Linked DNA regions of Sus scrofa: region 2 is linked to region 1. A link is a contact called in public Hi-C data. All regions are on one chromosome and are shown on one strand. The core of a region is the stretch at or near the end of the contact, and the rest is flanking DNA. Distances in the headings are between cores, read along the strand shown. Region 1 overlaps LOC110256651 (a long non-coding RNA gene). Region 2 overlaps LOC110256651 (a long non-coding RNA gene).

Region 1 (2,936 bases), core at 203-2,702:
TTTGTTGTTGTTGTTGCTATTTCTTGGGCTGCTCCCGCGGCATATGGAGGTTCCCAGGCTAGGGGTTGAATCGGAGCTGTAGCCACCGGCCTACGCCAGAGCCCCAGCAACGTGGGATCCGAGCCGCGTCTGCAACCTACACCACAGCTCACGGCAACGCCGGATTGTTAACCCACTGAGCAAGGGCAGGGACCGAACCCGCAACCTCATGGTTCCTAGTCAGATTCGTTAACCACTGCGCCACAACGGGAACTCCCAAATCACACCATTCTAATAGTGTATGGGGTGCATGAGGACCTATATACCTAAGCACATAGTTAAAGCACAGACAGTGCCTATTGAATGTTATTTAATAAAGCCTTAGGTTGATGTGATTGAATTGACTGATTATACATATGACTTGTTGTTTTAGTATTACATAGGTAATCCCACTCAAGGCTATGGTCATTTGAGGCTTCTTTCCTGTATGGAAACTATCTCTAAGCAACAAAGACTATTGATCCCTCTTCTATTTCCTTAGAAGATTTCATATCAAAACCTTCTTCTACTTTTCCTCTATGCCAGCGTTATTCAGCTGGGAGTGGGGGAGCAATTTTACCCCCTAGATACTTTTAGCAATGTCTAAATATATTTTCAGCAACATGACTAGGAGGTGCCAATGGTGTCCAATGGCACACTAAGATACACAAAGAAGAATCATATACAAGCCATTGTCAGTAGTGCTGAGGTTGTGTAATCCTGCTCTAAACACACGGTCTAAGTCATACTATAATACATGAAAGTGTAAAGAGGGGTGGTGATGAAGTGTGCCTGGACATAGCCCTTGAGTTACATGAGCAACTGCATCATTGGTAATGGTAGCAGAATCAAATTTTAGGAGCAAATGGACAATCTAAGTTACTGGGGGAAATGAGTGCACAAGAAAATGATCCAAAAGTTTGAGTTGTTGTTCCCTCTATAGGCTTTTTAAGGGAATTTTACCCTGCTACTTGTATTCTTTCTCCACTGTTTCCCTCTTGGGTGTATGTGAGGAGGAATGGTCCAGCGACCCCAGCAAAACATGTCTTTATCCTCTCCTTGCCTTGCAGACTTTTGCTTCCTTAATGTGGCTTGGCTTAACAGTCCTCACTTTGTGGGTTACAAAGTACCAACTCCATTCCTGAAGAGCTGCCATCCCCACTCTGCTTAGGGTCTCTGCTTTGGTCTCTGGGCCATCAGCTGCCTCTGAAACCAGTAAGCAAGTGAGGTCACACAAGCTGTGGTGGCAGACACTATACCAGGTTTTGCATTTGGCCTGGAATCCCATGTGGCATTCAATCCCCTTTCTTGTGGTTCCTTTGTGGGCCTTTCCCTAACAAATGCCTACTTGTTCTTCCTCAAAGCTCACAGGGTGTCAGAAGCTAAGACTGAGCCCTCGTATGCATTCCTGGTTCCCACTGGCATGACCTCAGGAATCCTGCAGCTGCAGCATGAATGGGGCCATTTGATGGTTTAGCTGAGGGCTTAAGTGGAGTTGGATGGCACAGAATCCTCCCATTTAACAGCACTGTCAAATCTTTAACAAGACTCAACTAATGCTCTTTGGAAAAATGACTTGCTTGTCTGAGTTCCCCACCTTGAAACTCTGCAAGAGAAAGCATCAGGGATCAGAGTTCTGGCTCTGCAGCACCAGCACTGGGCCTGGTACATGGTGACAGTAAACATTATTTAAACCAAATATTTTAAGCCAAAGTGCCAAGACAAAGTCTTAAACATTGGTTGGGACTCTAGTGGAGGGAAAAGAAGTCTTTTTCCTCTACCCATTTTAGTTTCTCTGGCTGGAGCCCTGTAAAATAGATTGCCAAAAGACAGATTAACAAGAGCAAAACAAACACAAGTTCACTGAAATGTGCATCATACGTACACATGGAATAACCAGAGTAACTCAAAGGAGTGGTTAGAACTTGGCTTATATATCATTTTAATAAAAGAACAATACATTTTAAGAGACAGGACAAGACAAAGGAACAGGACTTCGAGTTTCTAGCAGCAGCAAATTATGAGAAGGCAAATCTATGGGGAAGCTAATAGGAGAGAAGTGATAGTTTTAGTAAGGTTTGTCATGTGGATTCCTCTGGTGCTGTCTCTGGGCTGATAATGGTCTAGAGTTTTCCCTGATGGTTAACTTTTGTTGTTCTTGGTTGGGGCAGGGGGAACACTTTTATAAATATATGTCCTGCTTTTAAGCAAATAGAGAGAAGCAGGGAGATAGATCTTCTTATATCTGCTTCTTCTCAATTGCTTCCTCTCAAAATAATTCTCATGCCAAAGTGGCACATATTGGGTAATATATTCTGTTACCCTTCTGTGCTGTTTTTCTTTGTCCCCACCTCCATCCCTTTGCCCCCATTTCTAATTAATTAATTTATTTTTAAATGATTTTTATTTTTTCCATCATAACTAGTTTACAGTGTTCTGTCATTTTCTCCTGTACAGCAAGACGACCCAGAGACACATACAATATACATTCTTTTTCTCACATTATCATGCTCCATCATAAGTGACTAGATATAGTTCCCAGTGCGATTCAGCAGGAGCTCATTGCTTATCCATTCCAAAGGCAATAGTTTGCATCTATTAACCTCAAATTCCCAGTCCATTTCACTCCCTCCCCCTCCCCCTTGGCAACCGCAAGTCTCTTCTACAAGTCCATGATTTTCTTTTCTGTGGAAATGTTCATTTGTGTCATATATTAAATTCCAGATATAAGTGATATCATTTGTATTTGTCTTTCTCTTTCTGACCTGTTTTTTAATTTATTTTTTAAAATTTATTTGTATATATATATTTTATTTCCCCAATACATATTTTTTTTCTACTGTACAGCATGGTGATATATATACACAATGGAATACTACTCAGCCATAAAAAAGAACAAAATAATGCCATTTGCAGCA
Region 2 (2,936 bases), core at 157-2,656, 69 kb after region 1:
CACTGCAACAATGCCAAGGTTTCTTCCAAGTGTCTCTTTTCCTCAAGAGATGCTATGTCTTCACTTTCTCATTCCAAAATCCATCTCATATGTCCTGCTCTTCTCCTAGAAAAGTTTTAGTTTACATTAAGTAAAATAAACGGTTGTTGAACTTTGAGATATCTCCTCTTCATAGGATGTTTACATTTTAATGGAGGCTGAAAGACTAGTCTCTAACTGTGGGAATTTCTAGCTTTAGTGTGCATGTGTAAGAAATGCAAAATTACACCACGAAGCTTGCAGCCTATGTATTAAAAACAGCCCTTTGAAATAACAATTCTTAAGTATATTTGGGAAAGAATAATCTGTAGCCTTATGTAAATCATAACACTAAATTCCAAATGGATCAAAGGTTTAAATATAAAAAAGCAACCAGAAGAATGTTAAAAGAAAGTATCCTTTAAGATAATCTGATGATAAGGAAAACCTTTCCAACATATCATAAAAAAGAAATTATGAAAAAATGGATAAATTTGATTCTGTGGGGAAAAGAGCAAAACATGAATGTAAAAAATATGAGTATAAATATGACTGAAAGACAATGGTTATCCAGGTGTGGAGCACTAGATTTTCTATGCATAGTTGTATCCTCCTGTAATTAGTACAGTCTTTGTGGAGAACACTGTGGCACTTTGTGCCAAAATGTAAAATGTTCATTCACTGAGTAATATCAGTTTGGAGCCATTAATATGATGATATATATTGACAGGATGTTTATGGCTTATTATTGAATGGAGAAATAAGTAGATTATAGATTGATTTTAAAGCAATTTCATTTGTGTGTAATTATTAAAATTATATATATATACATATATATATATACACATACACACACACACACACAATTAATTTACAGAGAGATGGAGATCTTCAAGGACTATTAGATTCTAGGGCATGAGAACAGAAACACTATTCTCTCTTGCACACACTTCTGAAAGTGCCAGTCACAGTCTCCCCATAGATGTTCCTTGTCAGTATTAACTTGACCCATGGGATTTGCTTTGCTGATCTAAAGTTGTCTTCTTCCTTCCTCTCTCCCCGCCCCTCCCCTAATAACCTCTTTGCAGTTTTTCCCTCAGTCACTGATTTCCATCTTTTAGGTATCCTAAGCACGTGATCCAGTTCTAGTTTCTACAACAGACAAAAAGAAAAATGTCTGCCTGCCAGGAGAGGAAACAGGATGCTAAAAAAGAGCCTGGCTGCCCCACATAAAGTGTTTCTGTCTGGATCTTCTCCCAGAATTCTTAGGAGAAGAGGCTGCCGCCAGTGGGGTATGCCTTTTCAGATGGGTTTTGGCAAGTCAGAGATAGTCTCACTTCCCTCTGTGCCGTGGGAACATTCAGGCCAGGTTACAGGAATGTGGTCTCTTTAGGGCTTGCCCTTGAGAAGCTGAGGCCGGTGCTCTGGTGTGTTATCTGCCCAGGGCTCGAGACAGCCAGGCTCCAGTGAGCTCAGTTAGGAAACTCAGCACTTGTTTGCAAAGGTCTTTCCAACCTGACCCCTAATGTTGACAGAGCCCACTTATTTCTTTCAAAATGAACAGCAGCCAAGTTTAGTTTCAGGGCACTTTTTCAAGCAACTGGTCTTTAGCCTAGGGAATGAATGCACTTTGACTTGATATCTTAATTTATATTTTCAATACTTATTTATGTATTGGTCAGTGTTTTTTGGAAACAAGAAACTTTCTTCTCCATCACCCTTAAACTGCATTTTAAATTTCAGTTTAATTTCTTAGCCCTGAGTCCCTCCCTGCTTGGTGTTTTGGAGTTACAACTGTACTTTTATTTGCTTCTTGTGCAGCTGGTAGTAGCTTAAAGAAATGACTGGGTGTATCCTCGCAATAACTGTTAATATTTTTGTTTGTTTCTAGAGTTCTCTTTCCAAGAATGTCATTTTTTTCCCATAGTTATTCTTTTGACATGGAACTTTTGGACAGGGGTTTATTAAGACATATGAGGGCTTTAGGTAAAGCCCCACTTTCCATGCATGGCTGGGACCTGTGGGCATTTCTGGCAGAGGAGGCTGAATGAGGATCTCATCACTGGTCAGTGAGACTCATTTTTGTCCCTGCCAAAAATGGATTCAAAGTAGTTCAAGAAATTAGAAGGACTGGGGGAGGGGCTTAGGGTGTGACACAGAGTAGAAAAAAAATCTCTGAAGATCCAAGTTTTAGGAAGGGGGAACCAGGGCAGCTTTAAAGACCTCTCAGTCTAGAAGGAGGGCATTAAAAGCTGTCATGTACTTTCTCTCAGTGGCTCATGTTTCTGCTTCTCTGTGTGTGCACAAAACTGTATATTCTCTTCTAGACAAAAATGATTTCATTTACCAGGTAGGGGAATGTCCTCTGGCAGCATAACCCTGTGTTCTGAGCTTTCTCAGAATGCCTCCTCCAAGCCTGCCTGTGTTACTATTCAGCAAGCCTCTGGCCAGTCACAGAGTTGGGGAGTGAGGTCCTGTGATTGGTACATTGGTTCATTGCTGGTCTCCACCTCCAGACCAATCACTGGGACCAAGGAGGCGGGGTCATGATGTCTGGTGAGAAGATGGCTGCTCTCATTCAGAGGGCTTGTTAAATCAGTTCCTTGGGAGTGGGGTAGGTGCTGGGTGGACTCAAAAAGTCCTCTGTAGTGCTCCTACAGAAGATCCTTCAGTGATTCCTCACTCTACAGAATGTTCCTCTGAGCACACTCATCTTCCTCTGGATCTACCTTTGTAGTTTCATGCCTTCCTCTAAGGTTCCAAAAGAATTTTAGTTCCTTAATCAAGCAATTCTGTTCCCCTCTGCATTCCTCTGTCTCATGAATTTAGCAAATTCCTGTTTAACTTTCAAGAGTCCATCCAATGTAACTTCCTTGGAAAGAAATTCCTGCATCATGATCTTTCCCCAGGCAATTTCT

The links. Hi-C and Micro-C count contacts between places; a contact is called where the count stands out from the background.
Region 2: a contact with region 1 is called in a Hi-C map of brain, with 4 times the contacts expected there. The contact joins two enhancer-like sites. A contact is called at or near these places in 7 of 47 Hi-C or Micro-C datasets (brain, embryonic fibroblasts, heart right ventricle and 3 more) and 1 of 2 datasets of contacts at active chromatin or transcription factors (skeletal muscle).

Annotation. Positions count from the first base shown.
Region 1 is chr14:62,301,254-62,304,189 of Sscrofa11.1, forward strand. The region is part of intron 5 of LOC110256651 (a long non-coding RNA gene); the gene reads right to left. Among named protein-coding and RNA genes, the nearest start is that of PHYHIPL, 220 kb to the right of the region's middle. Within about 2 kb of position 1,453, at least 9 of the 83 cell types and tissues checked have an H3K27ac peak or open chromatin away from gene starts, as enhancers often do. A contact at or near this core is called in brain, where this site is marked.
Region 2 is chr14:62,370,090-62,373,025 of Sscrofa11.1, forward strand. The region is part of intron 5 of LOC110256651 (a long non-coding RNA gene); the gene reads right to left. Among named protein-coding and RNA genes, the nearest start is that of PHYHIPL, 150 kb to the right of the region's middle. Within about 2 kb of position 1,407, at least 14 of the 83 cell types and tissues checked have an H3K27ac peak or open chromatin away from gene starts, as enhancers often do. A contact at or near this core is called in brain, where this site is marked.